Regions from separate parts of the Mus musculus genome. Here region 1 is linked to region 2. A link is a contact called in public Hi-C data. All regions are on one chromosome and are shown on one strand. Each heading gives the region's core, a stretch centred on a gene start, on an enhancer-like site or on the middle of the called end of the contact. The rest is flanking DNA. Distances are from core to core; before and after follow the strand shown. Region 1 overlaps Tafa4 (TAFA chemokine like family member 4). Region 2 overlaps AY512915 (cDNA sequence AY512915).

Region 1 (6,274 bases), core at 96-2,595, 1.7 Mb before region 2:
AGGGAAAATGTGATAACCAATAGACACTATCCTGCCTTGATACCTTTCAAAACAGGGAGACGAATGTCTCCTCCCAAACACCCTGTTCACATAAGCGACCCTCACATCTTTAATATGAAACAAATCACTTAGAGTGGAGATTCCTTTCTTCGGCAGACTGGGGGGAAATGGACCTCTACTCACTGGGGACAGTGGCGTAGTGGAGGTGCTGTTTGGTATTTGATGAGCAAACGGAGAATCAGGAGTCAGATAGAAATGAATGGGTGATGAGATGAGATGGAGACAAATTGGTCTGTAGCCATTGCGTCCCCCTTAACTAGAATCAAGTAATGTGTTGTACTTCTTTAGCTAAGAGGACTCTCCCCTACTCTTTCTTTTCTTCTTTTAAAGGATATTAGCTTGAGGAGCTAGTTAGTGCTGACACAGAACAGTATTTCTGAGGGCTCTTAATCCCAGGAGCATGCAGGCAGTGAACTCTAACATTAACTACGGAAGAAGTGCTTGCTTTCCACAATGCATCTTTGGTTAACATACAGTTCTGTGATGATAAGTCATCAGAACAGTCATGTTGTTTTTAGAGCCATTTTTAATTCCAGTGATTGGAAATGATTTTGATGGCAATTAAGAGCATTATCAGAATGACTCAAGGTTGCCAGCCATGGCTCCTCATTAGCTGACATCTAACCTCATTTCCTGCTTCTCTTTCCAAATTAACTTTACATCTTACTGAATAGGCATTGTTTTTCCATGTCTGCAAAGCTCCCTGTGTGCTTATTGTGCTCAGTGAATCCATCTTTAGTAGAAGAGGGTGTGGTCCTCTGGACCTCTAATGCAGTTTGATATTAGTGCCACCCAGGTAGCTTTGTATCTTCCTCTCTGTCCATGTGCAGTCTGTCAATTTCCACAGACTGGCAGAGATCTCTGGATGCTGCTAAGAAGCACAATAGGATTGTCACGCTGTGAACACATGACGGTGAGTATGATGCTCAGGATAAAGTTAAGTCTGATTCAAGAAGAAGTCTAACTCAGGAAAACATGATGTGTTTAATATCTTGAATACTATAACAGGCATGGAGGAGGTCCTCTACCTTCCATGTGGTCTCATTTGACTCCTGTCCAACCCTGAAGGACTACTGTTATCTTATGTTTGTCCGGAGGCCCAGACACCTGATTCTGTGTTGGAATCAAGGATGCTCGGCTAGTATGCCCCAGCACATCCCAGACTCAGCAGCTTCTTCCCAGGCAGAGCTCACCGACTTCTGATCTGTGTACCACGATGCTGTACCAGCAACGAGCTTCTTACTGTGTTGCTTCATTCCTGCAATTCCCCATGCAGGAGTAGGAAATAATTATTGTTCTTGCTTAGCCCATAGATTGTGGGAGTTATGACTCAGGTCTAGTGGCCTTCTCTGTAATGACTGGTGAGCCAGCAGTGGGCGTGGCACCTACAAAATGTGTTTTCTCGTTGAGTGTATCTTTCCTCGCCAACATTGTTTGGAGATTCACTTAGTGACTGCTACTCACGCAGTCTACAGAAGTCATAAAGTCTGTAATCTGAGGATACTGCCCAATGGGGTGAAAATGTAGCCTGAGAGTGCAGAACAAATATAGGCCAAAAGAAATTTCTGGGAGACACCTGGATTTCTTTTCTTTTCCTTCCTTCCTTCCTTCCTTCCTTCCTTCCTTCCTTCCTTCCTTCCTTCCTTCCTTCCTTTCTTTCTTTCTTTCTTTCTTTCTTTCTTTCTTTCTTTCTTTCTTTCTTTCTTTCTTTCTCACTCTCTCTCGCTTTCTTTCTTTCTTTCTTTCTTTCTTTCTTTCTTTCTTTCTTTCTTTCTTCTTTCTTTTTTAAGAGGGAAGAGTTAGACTAAGGTACATGTGTTTAGGAACAGTGCCATTGGGAAGGCCTATCATGGTTCCTTATCGAGTTTATTTGTGTCTTACCATCGTGCCTTTGCCACCAGGATGGACTGAGTGCTACGAAACTGAGAGGCAGAACAAACCCTTCTGTCTTTAAGTTGCTTCTGGGAAGTATTTTGTTAAAGTGATAAGATGAATAACTAATTTAGTGCTATGTAAGACATTGGCCCTCTGATATGAATGAAAACATGAGGGATTATCATAAAAAATTCCTAGCTAAAACATATTTTAAGGACAGATAAAGCCAACTTAAGTCTGCAACTACTTTCTTCTCAGATATCCCCACAGTGTAGTCTGGTGTATTAATTAGTTAGGATTTCTTTCATTTACCAAGGACCTACTAAGTCATTTAGCCAGGGTAGCCTATTTTTCTCTCAGAACAAGAAGTTTGGAGACTGGCCCAACTGTTCAAGAAGCCACATCTTGGCTTCTTTTTGTCTCTTTATCCTAGTTGAAGACCTGTGTTCCACTGGTGGCAGGATGGCCACTCTGGCTCTAGATCTTGTACCTGTTTTCCAGGCTAGAAAGATAAAGGCAGACAGAGGAAGAAAGTTCATGTTAGGTGAGTCTGGTCCTTTGTGTCAAGAACACAAGAGTGTCATGGAAGCCCTGTTCACTAACACCCGTTAAAATATTCATTGGTTAAAATGGGGTCACAAAAGTCTTATTTCTGGTAGTAAGACATGTGGGGATAAGGGATGTTGAGTGCGCATTTCCCAGTGTATGGCTCTCAACTCATTACTTCTCCATAATCTTACATGCATTTATCTGCACATAAGGAAATTGCAGTGACCTTCAATAGAAATGCAGCATACTCTTATGCCAGTTACTTTTGTGCCATGGTGGCAACATACTTGACCAAAACCACTTGGGGAAGAAATATTTCCTTTGTATTGCTGTTTCAGAGGGTTCATGCCATGCCAGGGAGAGCATCATGGTGACAGGAGTATGTGGCAGAGGCTTGGTGGACAAGAAGAGGGGAGAGGGAGTGTAGGGAGGGATTAGGCAAGACTCACTTCTATCAGTGTGTACCCTGTTTTGGACTTTCTCCCACCAGACTCTAGCTAACACCAAGCCTTATAGTCCAACAATATCATCATATTATGAATCCATTAAGGAATTAATCTATTCATTAGGTCAGAGCCCCTGGGATCTTGTTGACTCTGGAAACTCCTCACAGACACACCAAGCTACATCATTTCCTCATCTCCTGGACTGTTCTCAATTCAATCATACTGACACTATCGACCATCAGAACCCGAGACATTGCTTGGCAGTTTATTTCTTTCCATCAGTTTGACTTGGTAATTCTTTTTCCTGTCAGTTATATGTTTGTTAATTTATTCTGTTCAGTTCCTGTCTGTTTCCCCAGAGCTCACGGATACTGCAACATTAAGCCTTCTTTCCTTGGTACATTAGGTATTTAGGTTATATATTTTCACTCTGACATTGGATATTTAAATGTATACTATTGTAATGCTTATGTAATGATGTGACAAGTTGTTTTTTTTTTTTTTTGTTTGTTTTTTGTTTTGAACATGGGGCATGTTCTATGTGAGCAATTGCTGGGGTTTCATTTTGGAAATCCATTTTTTTCCCCTCCTAGTATCTCTGGAGCATTAAATAAAATAACGTGTTCCTGTTGTAACACCAAATACTTTGCTGACTTTTGACTGTTTTGCATTGAAATCAACCCATGTTATACCATTGCTTTTGTTATTAAAGCAGAGGATGCAGGAGGTAGTTGAATTCGTTGGTGTGCCTGCTTTTGGGATTTGTGGTGACATAGTCCTGTTGTGACATGGATCTGTCTGCTTTGCTTGGCTCTCACCCAGTCTTTTGTTATTTACCATTGTCAGTGTTCTGGCTGCTAAACACTCTGCTATCCCCTGTAATGATTTTAATTGTACGGTCCATCTGGGACCCACGGGTATTAGAACTGTATCTTCACTAAGAGTGAGCTGGTGTGCATTCAGACAGTTACAAGGGAAATGAGCCACTTTCATGTTCGGAAGCCATGACTCACCCTTGGCGCACTCAGTGGGGTGAGCTTTGCTCCTCTTTTTAAGGCTGCATCCAGAAACTTCAGGTTGTTGGAAATGGAGGTTGGTAAAGATGGACTTGCTGTTCAACTTCCTTTGAGAACTAGAAAAAGAAACAAACAACCCCCTAGCATTCAAACAAAAGCAGAGGCCATGTTAGACAATATGTGTTGACTGTTTAAGAGGGGGAAGACTTGAGAGCCTGATGTTGTCATTCATCTAGCTAGTGAGGCTTTGGGGAGGTGTTTGCTCCTCATCCCACACATGCCACATGGGATCCTAACCGTCTCAAAACCCAGCACCTGCCCACAAGGGTGTGGAACGCTCACAAGAGCAAGTCGCAAGCAAACATTACTTGATATCCGTAAACATGCCCTTCCATATAGTGTCTTCTCACTGTCATAGGGCTCCCTGCTCACCTCCTTCTGGTGGCTTCCCGATGGTCTGTGTATTAAAATTACTAGTCATTGCCAGGACTCCATAGCCTTATCCCACCTGGTCCATGGCATCATCTCTTGCCATATTCCTTCCTCCCTATGTTGGTTACAATGTCATTCTTGTTGTTCCTCAAGGAATGTCCCTACCACTGTTCTGTGGTCCCCTCTGTCTGAGAGACTATTCTTTGAGGAACTCTCCCATTTCATGGGATGTTGCTTCAGTGCCTATTTTCCAAGCACCCCCTTTCCACTACACACTTCTCTCTCTCTATATATATATTGCTTTGTCATTCTTACCTACATTCAAGATTATCCAGCTTTTTCGTTATATTTTTATACTGTTTATTGTTTCACGTGGAGAGTTCTTACAGTTACAGCCCCTGAATGATAACGATGTCTACTGCACAGTACATACTAAGAGAATATTAAATCAGTGAATGGGCTCTACATATGATATTGGGATGGGGGTCTATTTGTTTTATATTACCAGCCAGGACTTTGATGTCCAGTAATAATGACAGGTGCCTTATATCAATTGCTTCATGACACTCCGAGCCTTGTTTCAAGTGCATTGCCAGCATTAATTCATTATTTAAGGTGCCTTTGAGGTATAGGTCCTATTATTTTCCCCTATGTTCAGGGGCTAGGAAATGGAGAGTATTAGGCAGCCAGATTAGTGATCTGTAGGTAGAGCCTAGAGCAGCCAGAGTGTCTCAACCTTGAACAGTCTTCTGTGTTCTTAGCCATTGTATCTGCTTTCCTTTTCCTCTTGTTGGACACTGAGTAAATACTGCACCAATGAAATGAATAGTTCATAAAAGGCTATAGAGTGGGGCTGGGAAGATGTCCACTTTGTTATGTGTTTGCTATATAATCATGCATATAAGCATGAAGACCCACCTCACACTATCCAACTACTCACCCAACCCCCCAACCACCCACCCACCAACCCAAACAAACAAGCAACAAGAGAAAGACCTTGGTCTTATGACGATCATATGCCCCAGTACAGGGGAATGCCAGGGCCAGGAAGCAGGAGTGGGTGGGTTGGGGAGCAGGGCGGGGGGAGGGTATAGGGAGCTTTGGGCATAGCATTTGAAATGTAAATGAAGAAAATATCTAATAAAAAATTAAAAAACAAGAAGTACATCTTTAATGCCAAGTAAAGAGGAGTCCTGGGGCTGGATGGCCGCAGGTCTAGCAGAATAAGTAAGCCACAGGTTTAGTGAGCGAATTTTGTCTCAAAAAATAGTATGGATAGATCAGGGACTGTGGCTGGTGTTGATCTCTGGGTTCCATATGCTTGTGTACCTGTAAACACAAGCGTGTACACATATGTCTGTGTTGGGAAAAATAGTAAGAGAATGGAGGAGCATAATGAAAGGAACTCATTGTGTTACATAAATGGGAAGTAGAATAGGGAGTCTCAGACTGAGCCATCTCAGGGATGGAGAGGTCAGGTCCCCCCAAGCTTCTCAGTTTCATTTCAAAGGAGACATGGGATTCACTGGGGCCTTAGAATAGTTCCTTCCAATAGGCAAGGAGGAGGCAAAAGTGGGGTATCCTAAGGATTGAAAAGGGAATGATAAGTCACGTGTATCAAACATGTCTTTAAACAGACCGGAACATGAAGGAGGAGCAACACCATGGCTACACCTTCGTGAAGTCAAAATATTAGAGGTGCATGCCTGTTAACACTTGGAGATTTATTTTTAGGAAGGTAGCAAGTGGAGGTTTCTTTCTTTCCTTTTGCTTAATTCTGTAGTAGATAATAACAATAATTAAAGCTAATGGAGATAAAAACATTGTGACACTTCAGCCTCATATCTATTTGACACTGTAAATTAGAGTATTACTCACTTGGAAATCGTGTCGCCT
Region 2 (6,011 bases), core at 1,034-3,533:
GAAGATGAGGAAGGACTGGGAGGAGTAAAGGGAGGGGGGACTATAATCAAAATATATTATGTGAGAAAAAACTCTATTTTCAATAAAATGGAAAAAAGAAAAATAAATACATAAAATGAATGGGATCAATAGTGAAGGATGACGTAACGAGAGAAACATAGTGAGGAAGCCATGTGACACATATCAGGTGGCATCGTAAGGTCTGCTTCCTATCATCACATGAGCCAGGACAGCAAACTGGTAGCTCTAGGTACCATCAGTTGCACAGAGATGGGGATTGTTTATCTATTCAGTACTCTTTAAATTCTTATTATTAAAAATTAATTTACACACACACACACATACACACCTTTACTCAGACTGGACTTGCAAAGCTGGCACCTTTACACCTTGCTTGTCCACACTATCTGCTCTTTCACACATAGCTCCATTGACTTCTTGCCCCTTGCAGTGGTTGAACCTGACACCTTTGCTTAAAGGAGCAGCAGCCTCCTGTCCTAAGAGTGGGAGAGGTAACTCCTTGGTTGGAAGGGGGACATGCCAGGTCAGTTCTCCAGCCCTTCAGTTCTAGGATGGTGTGATTCAGTGACTAAAGTGTCTGTTCACCAAAGTGAGAATTGCCCTGATTGCTAGTTTGTATCAGTCCCAAAGACTTTCAGTCTGGCTACTCCCTGTTTCTCAGGCCTTTGTAGGTCCAAATGTCAGTTACTGTGCTCAGAGAGTCCATCTTGTATTTCCTAAGGTGATTGGCTGAGTTACATCTTCATCTCACCTCTTTTGTTCTCTCTTCTTTTTCCCTCTGTACACCCAGATCTACTCCTCCAGGAGCCAATCAGCAGACTGCAGGATTGGAGTGCAGGAACTGATGGAGAGGGAATTGTGTCACCAATTAGTGACATGAGTGTTGAGAGAAGCTGGGACTGAGCAAGTTCACAGGGAGCTGGGATCAGGGGCTTGCTAGAATTTGAAGGTTGCCATGGTTTTGCTATGTACTAATCATTTTCCATCACCCTGGATAATGGGTGCAGAATATTTGGCTCCAGTCCTTTTCAGTGATTCCAGGCTAGCTCCTAAGAGAGCTGCAAAATTCCGGCTCCAGCTGTGTCCCTTCCTTGTTGTGCCTCTTAAAGAACATGAGTTATTCTTAAATTCGGCTCCCTAAAATTTAGGTAATGATTCACAGGAGAGCTAGGGAGGCAGCTAGGGTAGAAAACAAACCACCTGCTTAGGATTCAAGGCCCAATCATTGACAGCACACCTAATCAGATTGAATTGGTGCTAAAATGCTGCGTGTAAGTGCCTTCAGTGTCTTACAGATGCTGCAGAGCCAGACTGGAAAAGGCCAAATTGTCTTATTAGTCATCGGAGAATGGGAGACAGTGAAATTTCTCAGGTGAACATAATTTGCATTCACCTAGCAAATGGTGAAGAACCCCCAGCAATTCTGGAGAGGTGGTTCTCTCATAGATCCAGCAGGGTGTTCATCTGGGTTAAGACTTCTGTGGTTTCACAGCCCCTCAGGTGCCATAAACCAGAGCTGGATGGTGTCCTTGGGCCGTATATATGTTGGTTCTCAAGTCAATGTCTGGTATGTCAGGCCATCAAGGCAGATGGTGAGTCAGACAGTGCTACTGAACTTTGGGAAATATACCACTTGAGAGCCCAGCTGGGGAAATGACTGAAATTGGAAAATAATATAATAGAATATTTGATTTGCCACCAAAGACCTTAACTGGGAAGATTGCCACATTGAAATGATAGGACAGCTTGGCTGATTTCGATCTGGGTAGTAACTGCCTATCAGTGGGCTGGGTTCTGGGCATCCAGTGTGTACTCAGAATGGACAGCTTCACCTCTCCTCCCCCATACGCTGCATATCCACAAGCATGTACCTGAAGTACGGCTTCCGGCTGAATCTGCTAAACTGCAACGTTATTTATTAGCCGAGATCTGGGTCTGATTCACTGGCTGGCTCGCTCTCTTTCTCTCTCTCTCTCTCTCTCTCTCTCTCTCTCTCTCTCTCCCCCCCTCTCCTTTAGAAGGTGGCCATCAGAGTAGATGGCAAGATAAATGAAATGTCATTTCCTTTCAATTCAATTTTTTTCTCTCTCCAGGCCTTCAGCTACTGGCCTGGACTCTTGGAAGCAAACTTGTTTTTCTGTGATTCACCAGAAACTCTCAGGACGAGAATATCTCAGTCTTCCAAGGTTTGGCTTCATTGATCCACTAAGAAGCACGGTCCCATGCCCAAGGTAAGCCAGAAGTCATCTTCCCACCTTCCTATGGAAAACTGCTCACTTTGAAACACCAGAAATCCTCTAACTCTCACCTACCCCCTTCCCAATTAAAAGACCATACTTGACAAGCCTAAACCTTGAGGGGTAACAGCTCTCAAAGAAGCCTTCAGCCAGAGAAAGGCAGGAGGCCAGTAGAAAATACTATAGCATCTTAGCCTCTGTTGGGACAATTCTTTGAAGCTTATTCTGCTCATAGTGCTCAGTGGAATAAGCTCTAGTTGTCCACAGGGATTTCTGTCCCCAGAACATTTGAATGGACAAAAGTTAGGAACTATTAGACATCCTGCTCTGTGCCTTCGCTGAGGTGTAACCCACATGAAATCAGACCCCAGGCAGCAGGAAGGGTATTCGAGTTTGATGGTGAGGTTGTGCTTCAGGGGACTTGCATTTGACCCCAGGTCTGACATTAGCAGGAAACCTTGGCTTCCCCTACTCCTCCAAAAATAACTAGGAAAATAATCAGTAAATGTACAGAGAGAAGAAGAAAGGTGATGTGTTACGGTAACCTGTAAGCCTGGCCAACCTCTCTATGGTTGGTTAATGGCTATTTGCAACCGTAAAGCATAAGTCTTGCAGAGGACAAGCGAGGTGATGGCTTTGTTCATCTCTGTGTTCCTACGAAGTAGACAATGATATTAAACAATGTGGCTGCAATTGTAATGCTACTAATGGAGTTGTTTCTATGTGTTAGCAAGTTCATTCATGCATCAAAGCTCCCACCCTTTGGGTACCAGAGCTCTATTAGCTACAGGGAGGAAAATGTTTGGAATTCATTTCTAATTGATCCCATTCATTTTGTTCTATACTTCATTTCTATCCTGTGTTCGCTTCTCTCCTTCGAAGTAGCCAGGCCTGTTGAGCACAGGGCTGGACTGGAGTGAGAGAAACTTAGATGAGTGGGTCCCCAGAGGATCTTGGCTGGCCAAAGAACACACACCCAGGAGCAGCTTCAGAGAACTGGTTCAGTTTATTGAGTGAACCAAGGTTATTTAAACCTTTGGACATGGGGTAGGGGCTTTAAGGGTGAGTACACATCATTGGCTTGGGCCATGGGCCTGGGATGTTTCATTTGCATAAGAAGGAATGCCAGGTGCTGCTGGACATGACCTTATTAGGGGGAAGAAGTTTAACCTGGGTACTGTCTGTGTGACCTCTTCTGGTGGGGTAAGTGTTGGTGGCAAGGGCTACATGTGCCAGGACATGCTGGTCCAGTACAGGGGGAAAGAGCCTACTCCTGCTGATGTCAGGATGAGATTTCCAGGGTTTGGACATGCCTTAACCCTACTCTTGCTCCAGGTCTGAACCTCCTCATTCCATGGCTCCCGGGCCACACACTTTCTGTGAACAATTAAACAATTTTATCATACATACACAATCACTAAGTCACACCTTAACATGATTCTATCATTCTATGCCCATCACACTTATTTTGCACCTGTGTTCCCTTTCTCAGCATCAAGGAATTGCTGACGCTTGTTTCTATGGATTTCATTTTTACAGATCCTAGGGATAAGTGAAATCGTGCAAATATGTTGTCTTCATGGCTGATTGCTTGTTAACTTATAATATTTTGGGAGCTGCAGCCACATTGCAGCATGCATTAGTACTTTGTCAATTCTACTTTATTTCTTGACCAATTCTGTCATGTGGGTGTTCCTATTGTCTATGCATTCACCAACTAACCGATATAAAAATTATTTTCTCCTGTTGGACGTGCAATTGTTTTGAACATTGACATGGAAGCCTCTATTCAGACATGCATTCTCACTAAGAGTGGATTTGCTGAGTCACAGGGCAGCTGTATATTGTTCTTTAAGGGCTCACCAAGTGATTTTTCTCCTACCAGCAATCCATGAGGTCCCTCTCCACACGTCCATCAACATGGTGGCCAGTTTTTGTGGCTATTGATGCTCTCCTGGCTGTGTTAAGATTGTCAAATCCCCAGTGTCTTATGGTGTTGGTCATTTTTCATGTGTCTATTAACGACTTATAAATCTTACTTGGTGAATGTCTATTCACATATTTTGCTTATCTTTAATTGGGACCTTTTTAGTTGTAAGATACTATGGACATATCTTTTGTCAGACATTGATCTTTGAGAAATTCTCTCATTTTTCTCTCCATTTTCCTAGTGATATTCTCTGAAGTACAGAGGGTTTGAATTTTAACAAAATCCTGTTTATCCTGATTTTCTTTTCTTTTTTTTTTTTTTTGTAGTTTGTGCTTTTGATACTATATATAATAGCTCTTTACTTTACACAAAACCACAGAAAGTTTTGGTTATATTTATAGCTTCAACTCTAATACTGAGGATTGTGATGGGTTAAGCATGTGTTTGTGTATTTTCTTTCCTATTGACTTACCCTGCTATATTTGTCTGAAATCACTTGATTATTAGTTCTGGTTTCTCAATTCTGTTCTTTTTATTTATCCACATCGCCTCTTGCCAGTGTCACTTTGCTTAATTAATAGTATTTATTGAGAAGCAAAGTTTGGGGACCACCATGGCAAAGGCTAATTTGAATACTAGAGTGGTAAGGGCGCCTCAGATATGATGGTCAGTCACAGCTTTAGGGGAGTCACATTCCACTTAGGGCCAATCAGGAAGTAGTGTAGTATCTGTGAGCCAGCCAGGAGACACTTTGCCAGGTTAAGATAGTGGTCTCTCTCTAGTCTTTGGTACATAAAATGATAAGTCTAGAGTTTTCAACCCATGATGTATCAAGTTTTTCTACTCCACACCACCACATCACCAATCAGTGATTTTCAAACTAGTAGGGTGGCTTCCAGAGTTATTTGCTGTCATAGCATCACCCATTCCCATCAGGTAGCTAAGCAGGATTCACTGACACACTCCTTTATTCACTCACTAAATATTTGACAGTGTCTCCTGAGTGTGAAGCATTATACTGGCAGAACACTGAATGAAACTCTTGGTTTCATGAAATTTATAGGGCTCTTTCCTTGAACAGCACTTGTATATATCATCTCTCATACACACTTGCAAGATTTAAGTGCAATGGTGTCAGAAGAAGGAATGAATACACACATACACACACTCACGCACACAGACATGCACACTATGAGCATTCTCAATTACTTATAAGGACAACAGAATAGACAGACGCATTCTCAAAAGAAGTGTGCCATAGAGTGTTAACTTTCAAACATTTATCTATTTATCATGTGTATGTACGTGTATGTGGGTTTACACCTCCCCCTCCATGCACAGATAGAGGTCAGAAAATGATTTGCTTAAGTTGGGACCTGAAGATCAAATTTAGATCATCAAGCTTAGCAACAGCACCTTTCTCAGCTAAGCCACCTGACTGGCTCATAGCACCAAATATTCTACATGGCTCAGCAGCTTCAGATATGTGCTTTGCTAGTTAACACCTTCTTTTCTCTCAGCTCCAACATCTTCTGCATATTGCTTCTGTGATATACTTGCTAAACCCTGTAAACATTTCTCTCAGCTAGCTAGCAGAATGTGAGGTTTTTATCAAAATAAGAGACTGGAGGGATCCTGAAAGAAGAGGAAAGATACTTAATTCTGGGTTTCAGTCTTCCATAAGTACCGAGTAACCTGGGCAGACTATTTCCCAGGCACCCTCGGGGTGATGCTTCCATGACTGGAGCTGATTGGCTCTGAGCAATGTCCACCCTCTTGACCCTCGCAGTGGCAGGCTAGGCCTAGAGACAACTGTAGTCTAT

What was found. Hi-C and Micro-C count contacts between places; a contact is called where the count stands out from the background.
Region 1: a Hi-C map of the N1E-115 cell line shows a contact between it and region 2, with 2.9 times the contacts expected there. The contact joins two enhancer-like sites. A contact is called at or near these places in 17 of 39 promoter capture datasets (the 3T3-L1 cell line, 3T3-L1-derived adipocytes, the C10 cell line and 12 more) and 1 of 484 Hi-C or Micro-C datasets (the N1E-115 cell line).

What each region holds. Positions count from the first base shown.
Region 1 is chr6:96,986,317-96,992,590 of GRCm38.p6, reverse strand. All of the region lies in intron 3 of Tafa4 (TAFA chemokine like family member 4), which reads left to right. Among named protein-coding and RNA genes, the nearest start is that of Tafa4, 71 kb to the left of the region's middle. Within about 2 kb of position 1,345, at least 3 of the 459 cell types and tissues checked have an H3K27ac peak or open chromatin away from gene starts, as enhancers often do. A contact at or near this core is called in the N1E-115 cell line, where this site is marked.
Region 2 is chr6:95,323,648-95,329,658 of GRCm38.p6, reverse strand. AY512915 (cDNA sequence AY512915) reads left to right here. Exons shown (of 4, transcript NR_033559.1): 2 at 2,115-2,252. Among named protein-coding and RNA genes, the nearest start is that of AY512915, 7.3 kb to the left of the region's middle. Within about 2 kb of position 2,283, at least 1 of the 459 cell types and tissues checked has an H3K27ac peak or open chromatin away from gene starts, as enhancers often do. A contact at or near this core is called in the N1E-115 cell line, where this site is marked.